Regions from separate parts of the Danio rerio genome. Here region 2 is linked to region 1. Evidence: chromatin contacts called from public HiChIP or PLAC-seq data. All regions are on one chromosome and are shown on one strand. The core of a region is the stretch at or near the end of the contact, and the rest is flanking DNA. Distances in the headings are between cores, read along the strand shown. Region 1 holds the start of znf644b (zinc finger protein 644b). Region 2 holds the start of barhl2 (BarH-like homeobox 2).

Region 1 (7,174 bases), core at 1,545-4,044:
TTTAATGTGATATATTGTCTGGGTTGGTGTTCTATATTACGTTACAAAAACCTTGTAATAAACTGTTGGTACATTTTCATAATTTTACAGACTTATTTCTCTATATATTATTTATTATACATTATATTATTTCAAACTACTTAAGTATCAATAAGTCACTTTGTCAATCTGTTGACAAACAGTTAGACAAATTATTGAATTTTCAACATCATATGTCGACAGAGCAGAAATTATAATGCAATTCACAACCGTACATAAATGGAAAACACTTGTGAATCACAAAATAAGGGAACTGTTAATTAACAGATTTTTTACAGTGTATTACACAGCTCACTAGTATTCTGAGAGCATGAAACATGAAATTTAATTAAATATGTTAATTTAAAAGAGCCAGTAAAATCCTTCACCTCTCGCACAGTAACTAAAACCTCTGACCCTATTTACTGGGCCCTATTAGACTTATCATGCCTATAAAAAGTAAGGGTGCACGTTACTGTGAAAATACAGTATGAAATATTCATTATTGTTCTTAAATGTTGCGATAATTATATTTTTGGGTTAATTATATTTTATCAGCAACTTAAAACAAATATTTTCATTTATGTAATGATCATAATTAAATATACAGATAATAGATATTTTTCTGGGCTAATAAAAAAAGATTTAGAATTTAAAGGGCAACTATTTAAGCCCTTTTACAAATTCCAGACTCACCCCCTACAACATCACACACATTCTAAAAACAGACCATATGCCTGCAGACTGCCATTTAGAATATTATCATACTTTTGTGCACACATAAAACAAAAATAAGAAATTTATTGAACAGCTTTATCTTCTCAGTGTCAGTATAGGGTGCATATTCATGTGTTGTGCTTGACTATGCTGCTAACATATTACCTTGGATGCATGTGTGCTTCAAACAAAGGAGCATGGGCATCCGAAGAGGTACTGTATGTCACTCCACTGTACTCATGAAAGCATGTGCCCTATACTGACAATGAGAAAAAGAAGAAAGTTGAATGAATAAAGTAGTTTATTTTGGTTTTATGTGTGCAAAAACATTCTTGTAGATTGATAATACTCTGATAAACCACTGAAGGCATATGGTCTGTACAGAGGATATTTTTTGTTACTTTTCTAGACTTAAAGAAAATTCCAAATATCTTAATATTAATAATATAAAATATATAAAAAAATCTTATGAGGGTGAGTATTTAATAACATAATTTTCATCTGTGGGTGAACTAACCACTTAAGTGCATTATGAAAAGCCTTTTTGTGAAGCTATGCTTTAGATAAATAAGAATGGAAAGCAAAGTTTTAAAGAACTAGTGACCTGATCCAAACATTAAAAAATGGTACTTAGCGCCTATGAAAACACAAAACATTGAATAAAATTAAGTATTAACACAATCAGAAGTTTAGTTATACTTCTACAATAACCACAGAAACACCAAGATAATAATCTAAACAGCAAGCCTTTCGTTTGACATCTGCTATTGCCTATTTTTGTCAAAAGTAAAATGAATTACTAGGTATCTAAAGAGGAAAAAAATCAGTAAATCAGAAACGTTAATATCTCTTGACAACTGTGATATTCTTCTGAACATCAGCAATACTGCTTTTAACGTGAAGCATCATGCTTAAGGCCAAATTACAAGTGTGCTAAAGTCCAATAAAACAGACATTATCCAATGTATTTACATTTTTAAAATAAACACTCAAAAGTGACTTTTGAGTGTTGGTTGACAGCCTGTGAGATACAGCTGACAAGTCAAATTCTTTCAAGTCAACATTTTGACTAGTGAGCAAAAGAAAACACTGATTCTTGACATGGCTGGCAAAGATCTAGGACAGAAAAAAAGGTTGAAGCAGGATCTTAGTTTGCCACAAAAAGTTGTCATGCAGCAGAACAGAGTTTGTGCATCTGCTAAAACTAATGGATGTAAAGTAAGATTTATCAAAATCATGTGTAAGTGGACAGCCTGTGAGAGATATGCTATTATGTCACTCAGTGATTTCATTCACGCCATAAAATGTGCGTTTTACAGCCATTAAAAGTTCTGTGGCTAACACAAATCATTTAAAAGGGCCTATTTTTAAACACCATTCAAAACGATCGACTGAGATTTCCAACAGAAAGCAATAGGCTGTCGGGATGTTTGTTTGCCACGATGCGCAAACGCGTTGCGCACAGATTCCATCCAATCAAGGTCGCGCCAAGCGCCTTCAAGACGAGCGTCTAAACGCGTCTGCGCTCTTCAAGTGTCAAACCCGCGACTAGAGGCCGCGACACAAAACTCCCAGCTGACATGGAAAACGGCTCGTCTCATCCGGTGACTGACGTCGCTTTGCATCGATTCTGACACCCATCTTGTAAAAGTGTGTATAAAGTGTGTTGCAGGGTGAAAACGAAAAACCTCGCAAGTGCGCTCCTCAGATGCAGAAGAGCGTCCAACTTTCCCCCAAATACAATACTGTTTAGAGTTATAGCGTATATGACAACGGAAGGGTGAAATGTTAGTTTGCAGGATTCGTGACTTGCACGGTGTGTTGACATACCTGATGCCCGTGTACATTAGCTCTCGTGCCCGTGCAAGGACTCACTGTACCCATCGCGCTCTCATCTCTCAACACGGTTAAACACACATCCGGCAAGGGAAGACGTTCGTAAGCTTTAAACCTACCTTCCCAGAGAATGACACTATAACACGGGGCAAGTTTGTCATGGTACTTGATTACGGTCCTTTTTTTTTCGTCCTCCATCCGTTACAATGTCGCCATTTTGCCTAAAATTCTGCAGGTTGAACTAAAACTCCGAGAGGGATGTTTGGTTTCTGCTTTCACAAATGACACCACACACTAAGACCCGACAAAATGTTTACTTCCTTTCAAAGTGAAAGTGGAAATTTAAGGTAGTGTAGTTTTTCACCGAGGAATTGTGCATTTGGTCTTTATTGAGAGTTGTGGTTGTGGTAGGTACTGTAGCCCCCCTCTCGCGATATGGAATATTCCACAGACACAGAGTGAATTCTTCTTAGGTGAAGTTGCTGCTTGTGTTGAAAAAAGACAGGAAAGATGGTGGAAAGGTGGACTTGCACACCTAGGGATGGTTTGGTCAGTAATATTTATTGACAGAAATTTCCTTTCATTTTGACAGACTGTCGTGAGCATTTCTTGTTGGCAATTGTTTAAACTGATTGATAAATAGGTAATGAGGTTTGGTAAACTGTAAAAACAATTGTGGCTGTTGTATAGAATGGGTTACCATTACAGGAATGTTTTTATTTAATTATTTTTATTTTTTTATATGTTTCTTTATATGTTTGTGTAGTCAGTTTGTTTGTATATTTACTTATTTAAGTTAAATAAAGTGATTTTCTCACTCTTATGTAGTCTCACACCTGTAAAGGTTTTAAAAGAAGACATTTTTTAAGACATTTTTTTTTTCTTTTTTAAGTATTTCCCAAATTATGTTTAACAGAGCAAAGAAATTTTCACAGTATGTCTGATAATATTTTTTCTTCTGGAGAAAGTCTTATTTGTTTTATTTCGGCTAGCATAAAAGCCATTTTTAATTTTTTAAACACCATTTTAAGGTCCAAATTATTAGCTCCTTTAAGTTTTTTGTTTTTCTACAGTCTACAGAACAAACCATCAGTATATAATAACTCAATAAATCAGTTATTAGAAATGAGTTAATAAAACTATTATGTTTGGAAATGTGTTAAAATGTGATTATATACATATATATATATATATATATATATATATATATATATATATATATATATATATATATATATATATATATATATATATATATATATAAATGCAGCAGCCAGAGTTCTGACCAGGTCTAGAAAATATGATCATATAACCCCAATTTTATCCTCCTTACACTGGCTGCCTGTTAAGTTTCGTATTGAATTTAAAATATTACTTCTCACCTATAAAACTCTAAATAATCTAGCTCCTGTTTATCTAACCAAACCTTCTGTCTCGCTACAATCCAACTCGCTCTTTAAGATCTCAAAATTCAGGGCTTCTGGTAGTACCTATAATATCAAAATCAAGTAAAGGAGGTCGAGCCTTCTCTTTCATGGCTCCTACACTCTGGAATAGCCTTCCTGATAACGTTCGAGGCTCAGACACACTCTCCCAGTTCAAAACTAGATTAAAGACCTATCTGTTTAGTAAAGCATACACTCAATGCATCACCTAGCGGGTTCCACACAGGCTTCTGCATCTTGTTTATATACACTATGAACAGCAGCTACGCTAATTATTCTCTTTATTCTCTATTTTCACCTGGGGATACTCATCCCGAGTTCCTCAGATTATGCGGGGTCACTGATTGGATCCAAGACCAGCGACGAGATGATCCCAAGGATTCCATATCCGGGTCCAGGCCATATCCTGAGCTGCTGCTGCGCTGATGGTCGTGGGGAGTGGAGAACATGAGTCTGATTCCAGCGACGCTCCAGGGACAGACGAGTCTTCACTGAGGCCATCTTCCAGCCTCCACCACGGCGACTGAAGCTCTGCACAAGACTTTTGGCCAGCGGAGAAATTAAAATGGTCGTGCCCAACTGAGTCTGGTTCTCTCAAGGTTTTTTTTCTTCACTCCCATCAGGTGAAGTTTTTTTTCCCTCTCTGCTGTCGCCACTGCCTCGCATGGTTCAGGATTGGTAGAGCTACGCATCGATGAATTTGCTCTTCAGTGTTTGAACTCTCAGTAATGATTAAATCACACTGAACTGAGCTAACCTGAACTGAACTTAAACACTAAAACTGAACTACACTGTTCCAGTTACTATGACCATTTATGTGAAGCTGCTTTGACACAATCTACATTGTAAAAGCGCTATACAAATAAAGCTGAATTGAATTGAATATATGTATATATATATATTTATATACACATATATATATACACATATATATATATATATATATATATATATATATATATATATATGTGTGTGTGTGTGTGTGTGTGTGTGTATAATAACATAAACACATTTTGATGGGACTGGAAATATTTTGATTACTAGCTGTCTTCAACATATTTTCTTTTATTTTAAGCAGAAAACAGAAAGTAATGAAGTTTTGAAACAATTTGAGGGTTTATAGCTTTCAACCAGTAATTATCAAATGTATAAAGTTAGCATAAAACCTGTATTTATTTATTTGTTCACAACTAGTTTAATGTACATTTCATGCTACTAATAAACCATTAACTAAGACGTTTAGCCTACTACACTACTTTTTAGCTGCTTATTAATAGTTAATAAAGTAGTAGTTGAGTTTTAAGGATTATGGATTTAAATTGAGACCATATTTTATAAGTGCTAATAAACTGTTACAATTTTTCGTAATTGCTTTGACCCAGTTTTTGAATTATTTATTATTATTTTGTTTTTTAAAACAATAAGTTAAGATCTCTGAACAATATTTCTTCTTCACATCAGAATGGAATTACTTGCTAATTTGAGCAAATTACAAAGTCACTGACATTTGTGCATCTGTAAGCACAATTGTCAGTAGTTTGGATAAAAACTAATTGAATATTGCTAGTTGATCAAAACTGATTAGTCGAGTCTTATTTAAACTGTCAAACTCACAACTTTTCAATCATTTTTTATTATGTAAGCCATCACCCTCAAAAACATTCATTCTGTTATCAAACATGTATTTACACACATCTTTACACCATAAATATCTGATTTTGACATTGTTTGTAATGTTGCTAAAACTGTTCTAATTGTAATACAATTTAAATGAATGATTTAACCTATCTAGTCTGGGAAGATATACAGTAGTCAACATTTAAAGTGGATCAAAATGTTTCCAGTTGTGCAAAACCTTTTTTGCGTTTGTTTGTTTTTTGAGAATGGAAAACATCCACAATCCTAAACTGCAGCAACATGATAATGGAAGAGCAATTGAAAAAGATGTAATCTCTAGCCTGACTGACTGATTTTTGTGTATTTGTGGTAACATAAGGAATATGTACAATACTGTAATTACGCTCATACAAATATAATGTACAGTATACAAATGTTTTTGTTTAGTATTATTCTATGTACTGTTGACTACTCTAAACAAATATAGTTTTTTAAACCTTAATTTCCATGGTTGACTTGAGTGTCATGGTGAAATACAACTAAACATTTTGACCAGTGTGGCTCACACGATGACAAACATACATTATGTTTTGGTGGCCTTGGCCAAATTTTTGACACGATAATTAGGTTTTGAAGCATAAATGAATTTTTTTTGTGAGTAACCCCAAATAAAAGGTTGGGACAGTATGGAAAATGCAAATAAAAAAGCAGACAATATAAACACAAAATATTTAATGTTTTGTCTGGTCAACTTCATTTCATATGTAAATATACATCACTTACTGTCATTCAGAGTATAGCAACACTTTCCAAAAAAGGTTCAGGAGCAATTTAAGGCTAGTAATCAGGTAAATTGGTTAAATAATTATGTAATTTGAAACAGGTGATGTCAACAGGTGCTTCTAATTATGATTTGGTACAAAACCAGCATCCAATAGGAGTCTAGTCCTTTTGAAGCAGATGGGTTAGGGATTACCAGTTTGCCAACAAATATGTAAGAAAATTATTGCAATGTCTAAAATCAGTGTTTCTCAAAGAATGACAGGAAGACAATTGGATATTTCACCTTCAACAGTGCATAACATAATTAAAAAATGTAAGGAATTTGCAGTAATTTTAGTGCATAAAGGACAAAGGCACAAGCCTAAACTGAACTAACTTGATCTCTGATTACTCAGGTGGCACTGTGTCAAGAATCGTCAATCGCATACAAGCGATATCACTACATCGGCTCATGACTTCTTTTGCAAACCTTTGTCAAATACTACAATACGTAGTTAAATCTACAAATGCTAGTTAAAACTGTACTTTGCCAAAAGGAAGCCCTATGTTAACAGTGTCCAGAAACGCCAACAGTCTTGTAGGCATCTGGGATAAACCATCACACAATAGAAAGTGTACTGTGATCAGATGAATCAGTATTTTTGGGAAGAAATGAACACTGTGTGAGAACAAAGAAGAAAAACATCATCCAGACTGTTAACAGCAACAAGTTCAAAAGCCAGGGTCTTTCATGGTATTAAGTTGTCAGGAAGAGGAAG
Region 2 (6,715 bases), core at 3,744-6,243, 160 kb before region 1:
AGTCCGGATATAAAATAGTGCGTTCATGAATTCTGTATTTTGTGATCTTTGGCGATCTCTGGTTTCTATTTTCGATTAACTGTGTCTTTTTTTTTTAATTCCGTTTGTTCATTTTAGAACACTTTTATAGGACTGTACACATCCAGTGACTGGGGGCAAATAATACATTTGCTTAACGTCAGAAATGTGCTTTAGAATTAGCACTGATTGGAAAATCTATTTGACAAAAAGAGAGACTCAAAAAATAGTAATAGTAATAATAATTAATAATAGGCTAATGTTAATATTAAAACTAATAACAAACAGACGGGACAATTGGAGTTTTTGAAGAGGGCTATACGAGGAAGAGAAAGGTTTGCTCTGGTCTGGTTTTCTGCAGCATTAATCGCGGATCGCTTATTAAAACGAATGACAAATAGCTCATATTAATCTCGGGAGAGTTCTGCAGAGGTCTATAATTGTTTATGCGAAATGTTTCTTTTAATTCACTCACGCTGAGAAGGCTCACGCCTGCTGTCTGTCCGCGGCGGTTCTCCCACAGAACAGCTGCCAGACCGAGAGCAGCTTCGACATTCCCAGAGCAAACGCATCAAACCATTTATTCTCATATAGCAGACCGGTCCCGAGATTTACTTGAATGCACGCCTATGCTAATGAGTTCAGACGGGCATATCGAGTTTACAAAGAATTTATATGCTGTGCCTAAGTAGGCTAAGTTATATGATAGGCTAAATTTTAAAGGTTTTTATATGAGGTTTTGTTAATTCCTCTTAAAATTAACTTGCACGTTACAACTGCATATATACATTACATTATATATACATTTTCATAATAGTTAAACTTTAAATATTTAAATGTTTAACTTGCAATAAAAATAATATTAATCGTCTTACAAAACGCATGCTAAAATCAGTCCCCGTGATGTAGCATATCCTTGTTAAATTTTGCAGTAATCAAGGATAATACTTTTTAAAACAGCCCCAAAATTAAAAGGTTAAAAGCAGTAGGCCTAAACATACACGGCTGGTTTCAAGAGAAAGCGTCCGACATTACATTTTTAAAATCATTTGGTCTTTATTTCACCTTTTCTTTAAATCTATTAAACTTTATAAGCGTATGTACTAGTATAAGTGTATTTGTACCAAAAAAGACAAAACAAACAATTTGACAATGAACAGTCCTTTTACTGTCACGGTCACAGGCTCGACTGGTTCAGTTTGGCCTATAAGTCAGAAATGGTCCATATTAAATAATACATCTTTGTCTTCGATAAAAATCGTCTCTCGGTGTTTTGTTTTTTTTTTTTTTAGGAAAAAAAGCTTCTGTGAAAGTTCAGTCTGTCACATCACTTGTGATACATTTGTCTCTCAGTGTCTTCTTGTTTTACCGAGCATGCGGTGTGCCCGGAATTGGGTTTGGTATGGGGTTTAGTGCCGGTTGTCCCCCGGGCCCCAGGCCGTGAATAAGCACTCTGGGGACGAGCGGTCTCTGGAGAGACGGATGCGGTGTGGACGGAGTCCGGTACATGCTGCTGTACATGGCAGCGGCGGCTGCGGCCGCTGTCGTGCTGTCCACGGTTCCTAATAAACTCGGATGATAGAAATACGGGGAAGGAAACATTCTCTGTAAGGCCGAATAATTTCCAGCTTCAGCCAGCAGTTCTAATCCGACAGCCGTCTGCCTCTTCCATTTCGTCCTGTAATGAGATCAAAATACACGAAATCAATTATTAAACTATCCACATGGCACCTTATGGGCCAGATTTTTCAATATGTTTGATTCTGGCACAAACCTAATTGGGTAAGCTTAATTTTAAGCAACGGGCCTAAATAGCTTGAAAGGTAAAATGAAAAGAAAAGAAAACGAGAAACATGCTACTAGTTTTTTGGTCACAAATTATTATTTTAGTTTGTATTTATTTTATTTATTCACGTTGATATAACCTGCTTTTATATTTAACCAAGGTATGATTTCTAGTACAGTTACCATACGATAAATTTACTAAATAGCTGAGAGAATAATACATGTAATAATAAATGTAATAATGAATATAATGCTACTTATATAAATGTAATAACTTAAAAATCTAATCAATACTAAAAAAGAAAAAGCATTTGGGAAGGAAAGGAAGATAATTTTGAGCCTATTACTGATCATGATAATTTAAACAATTTAAATTTTAATCCTTTAATGTGAATATATATAAAATATAAATTCCGACAGCCTGTGAAAGCTATTTGATTCATATTAGGTTGCATCGTTTATTTAAAAAAATGCTGTTTAATAAAATTAATGCGTAACCAATATAATATATATATACCAGTAATAACATAATAATACATTTTGATAAATAGCCTAAATAAAATCCGAAAATTTAAATCTCAACTTTTGGCAACTGTAAAACAGATTTAAATGCAGATACAAAACAATAAAATAAAAAATGCAATTTTACTATTGTTATTATTAGTATTATTATTATTATGTGAGCCATAACAAAAATAATATTCATAAATATTAATATGACACTTACCGTCGGTTTTGATACCAAGTCTTTACTTGTGTGTCTGTGAGGTTTAGGGCTGCTGCCAGGTCCATTCGGTCCTGTACACTGAGGTATTTCTGTCTCTCAAAACTGCGCTCCAGCTGGTTAAGTTGATGGTCGGAGAAGGCCGTCCGCGCTTTGCGAGGTTTTTTAGAACGGACTGGTGGACTGTCTCTGGAACTAGAAATTTCCCGATCGCCCTCTTCTTTTGTTCCTAAACAAGTTAATGCATGGAAGTTAGTGAAAATGTTTTTATTATTTTTTTATTTTGTACTTTTGTATGTAAAACGTGTTGATGTGTAGGCCTATATTAATTGAATACAGTTTATGTAGATAATTCAACATGAGAACAGTTTAAACATTTAGTAATTATTATTTAGAAGGTTTATTTTGAACCTGTGGTTCTCAGGCCTTGGATGTACACGCAAATCTAAAACTGTTTATGCTTAGGTTAAATTTATCTTTATGTCAAATACATGCTATGCAAAAATATTTGGCTACTAAATAAATTAGGTCGCTTGCATGTAGGCAAAAATATTACCTCAAAACGAGCAGGATCGATATGTCAATCTATCTCTATTTGTAGCAGTTTTTGCAGGGCTCCGTGATCCCCCCTCAAGGAAGAACAATAATCTCTCTAATTGACTCACTAGGGAGGATCCCACACCGGGCAAAATTCACCAGCCTTTACATCTGTTATGCTAATATCTGAGAATAACCTCGGTGACAGGCTACCAACATTGTTATTATATTGTAATACTGGTTCGTAATGAAAATACAGACAAAAATAAACAAAGACTTTAATTTGTATTTAATGTAGTACGATATATTTTTAATAATATTTAAAAATCTGAAAATGTTAACGGTGTTGTGTACCACCGAATGCATGTCACCTTGTTTAGTTCATTCGGTTTATTGTTACAGCCGAGTTAAGATTTGTTTACTTTTTATGTAAAATGCGTGCTAATTTGGTTGTTCTGTTTAATGTGGGCATGAACAATCAAATGTGAAGAATTGTGAGATTTAAAATATATATATATATATATATATATATATATATATATATATATATATATATATATATATATATATATATATATATATATTTAGATTTGCAATAATTAATTTTGAGTAAGTTGTTTTGTTGTTAAAATAATAATAATAATAATAATAATAATAATAATAATAATAATAATAATAATAATAATAATAATACCATTATTATTATTTTTAATATTATAGCAATAATAATATTTTTGCTTTGCTATACGATGCAATTTTCATATTACTTTGCACACAAGTAATTATAACGTAATAATACTATTTGTACATGCATCTCATGTAACTTTTGATGGTTTTTAAAAAAAACCTACACGTAGATAATTGAGTCAGTTGTGTTAACATGTATTCAGACAAGTTTAATTAATAAAAATATTGTGTCCTCTATTTTCCTATTACCCTAATTATTAAAATTTTTGGCTTGTAAAACGTAATCTTACCGTTCAAACATTTCAAATCACTCTGGATATCATCTCTTTTGTCCAGTTTGCTTCTGTTTTCATCTTGTTCTAGTTTGGGCCTGATGCCGTCCGGGGCGGTTCCGCTCTCTGTTTTGGGGCTGTGGTGTGGAGATGGTACACTGGTGCTGTAAGGAGCGCACGCTGCAAGCGGTTTACTGTCGCCCAAAATGTCTTTGATTAGAAAGGAGGAGGTGGCAGTCCTGGGGGCACAACCAGCCTGACCGAGCAGATGAGGCTGAGGTGAAAGCTGCAAACTCTGAGCCTGACTGTGATGATGATGGTGATGGTGATGCTGAAGGCTGTCTTGGACAAGATGCGGTTCGGGATGCTCCATCGTGACCGAAATCGGGGATGAGGGGGCTGTTCCCACAGTGTCTATCTCCGAACATGGTGATGGGGTCGCCTGGCTCCTGAAATCCGCTGTTCTGCTACTGTCACCGAGACGAAAATCTCCGTTCATCAGTACTGAGGTGCCAGAATTGGTTGTGGACAAAATAGTGTCTATTCCGAAACTAGCCCCACTGGATCCTTCCATAGTATAAGAAAAGGATGAGCACTCAAGTCGTCTTCATAACAACTTTCCTGTACAATAAAAAAGAAAAGACAACGGCAACAACCAAAAAAAAAAAAAAAACTTAAACGGAACAAACAAAAATACCAGAACTAAACAATTAGCGCAGCAAAAAAGCCCCGAAAAAGTGCAAAATAAACATTTCGTACGCGCAAACAAAAAACAAAACAAAAACAAAATCCTTGCACTTAAGCAAAGAAAAAAAGAGAAATATAGCCTGCGCTCCGAGCTTTGGTTACATTCAAGGTGAAATGTGGAAAGCAAGTGGATCTGTGTAGTCCACGTCCTTTTGTTATGGTTATTGAACTTTCTTTCAAAGTTGAGGTGTGGAGAGATTGGGATGCTCTAACTCCTCGACATCACGCTCCCTTTTGCCACTAATCGTTGTAGTGTTGCTCTACAATGACTTCCTACATTGACGTCATATTTTCTCCTTTATTATAACACACTCCTCGTGTTCTCTGTCTCTCCTCTCATTGGATACATGGTCACGCGTCTGTCCAATCAGCGTATTTTACTTCATCATTACACTTTAGAGGCACTCATTGATTCCTCAATGCTCTTTTGAAACCTTCCCTTCGCTATAATGTCTCAGACGGCATCTTCATTAGACATAAATGCGTTTACGGTAACACTTTGCATCAATGTTTGCATGTTATGCATATTTCTTGTTGCTAAAACTTATTACTAAACTGTTATAACAACATGAAATATATTGCTGTTCCACAAAATAACCGTAGGCTTTAGCTCACCAAAAATTACGCGGTGCTATATCTAATCGATTACGCTGAAACATTGATGCGGCCATTGTTAATCACAATTGCAAAACGTAGTCTTACATACGAAAAAATAAAACAAAATTAAATAAAAAAAAAATACTGATTGAACAATGCATTGAATTGTATTATTAAATTATTGACTTTCTTAGTATCCATTCACTGTACTTTAAGCTCTTTAAATGGTAATTTTATCATGTTTTCCCAAAATAAAACAGCACCGTAATCCCTGTTGGCAAAACAAAATTGTGTCATTATTCTTTTAAGAGCACAGACACAGTGAAAAGTGTTAGAGAAATAAGCCCGTTTGGAGCTGATTGTCATTGTGTGTGTCAGGGCCTTTGAGTGAAAGCACTGATTCTAAATAGCTCAAGGGAATGAAATGATGGCGAATATTGTACATGGCATATGCCCGACTCATATGATGACTATTTTCTTCTAAATAAACCCTGGGCTTATAATAGCTTTAGAAATCAGTTTATTTTCGGTTAATGTGTTTACATAATAGAAGACAAAGTGCGCTAAATTGAATTATTTCAATCTGGGGAGACAAAATTAACTATCGCATCTTGTTAAACATTATAAATATATTAATTTGATAAACAAACTAAAGGCTTAACACTTTATTTTGCAATACTTAATTTGTATGTTTAAATTACGGTTTACAACAGTTAATATGGAATTAGTATTTTAATAATAGAGCTGTTCATATCAGGCTGCTGCGTTCTCTGTCGTTTTCTGTGGATCACTCTACTGTGCTCCCAAAACCTGTTTGCATTTGCGTCCTGTAACGGACCGAACCGAGATTATTTCCACTATTTTTATAGCAGGGCGACGTGGGAGGAATCGTTTAGGTTTGTTATACGCACCGCTTTAATTATTTATTTTTTCCCCAAAAAATTTTAACTGTTCAAAACCAGGCTATGTATATTTTTTGTAATAATGATAAATTGTAACTATTACAATTTACTAGTACCATGTATTAAACTGGCTTTTTTGTTGCAAAGTATTTCGTTAACATGTTTTGTTAACCTTGCTTAATAATCTACTATCAAAAATGTGTTGGTTGTATGTTCGCTTTTTAATCTAGCCTATATTTACCATCTATTCGTTAAACGATTTGTTTTGACAGAGTAAAGCTTTACCAAACACTAGAAATGTTAACACTGTTTAAAAATTTATAATAAGAAATTATCTACACGAATTTATTGTATTTTGTATTTTTTTCAAACAAACGTTTTATTTATAAGTTTATTTTGTTTACAATAGCTTTTTCTCTGTCACATATTTTGTTGCGACATGATAT

Evidence for each region. HiChIP or PLAC-seq counts read pairs in DNA pulled down with a chosen protein or histone mark.
Region 2: an H3K4me3 HiChIP or PLAC-seq map of embryo shows a contact between it and region 1, with 3 times the contacts expected there. The contact joins the promoter of barhl2 here to the promoter of znf644b in region 1. A contact is called at or near these places in 1 of 18 Hi-C or Micro-C datasets (caudal fin) and 2 of 4 datasets of contacts at active chromatin or transcription factors (caudal fin and embryo).

Annotation. Positions count from the first base shown.
Region 1 is chr6:27,122,234-27,129,407 of GRCz12tu, reverse strand. It overlaps znf644b (zinc finger protein 644b), which reads right to left and starts at 2,794. Exons shown (of 7, transcript XM_073954091.1): 1 at 2,566-2,794.
Region 2 is chr6:27,281,371-27,288,085 of GRCz12tu, reverse strand. It overlaps barhl2 (BarH-like homeobox 2), which reads right to left and starts at 4,993. Exons shown (of 3, transcript NM_205740.1): 1 at 4,042-4,993; 2 at 2,531-2,756; 3 at 1,164-1,696. The coding sequence starts at 4,597. The coding sequence ends at 1,384. The region is part of intron 3 of LOC137490211 (a long non-coding RNA gene); the gene reads right to left.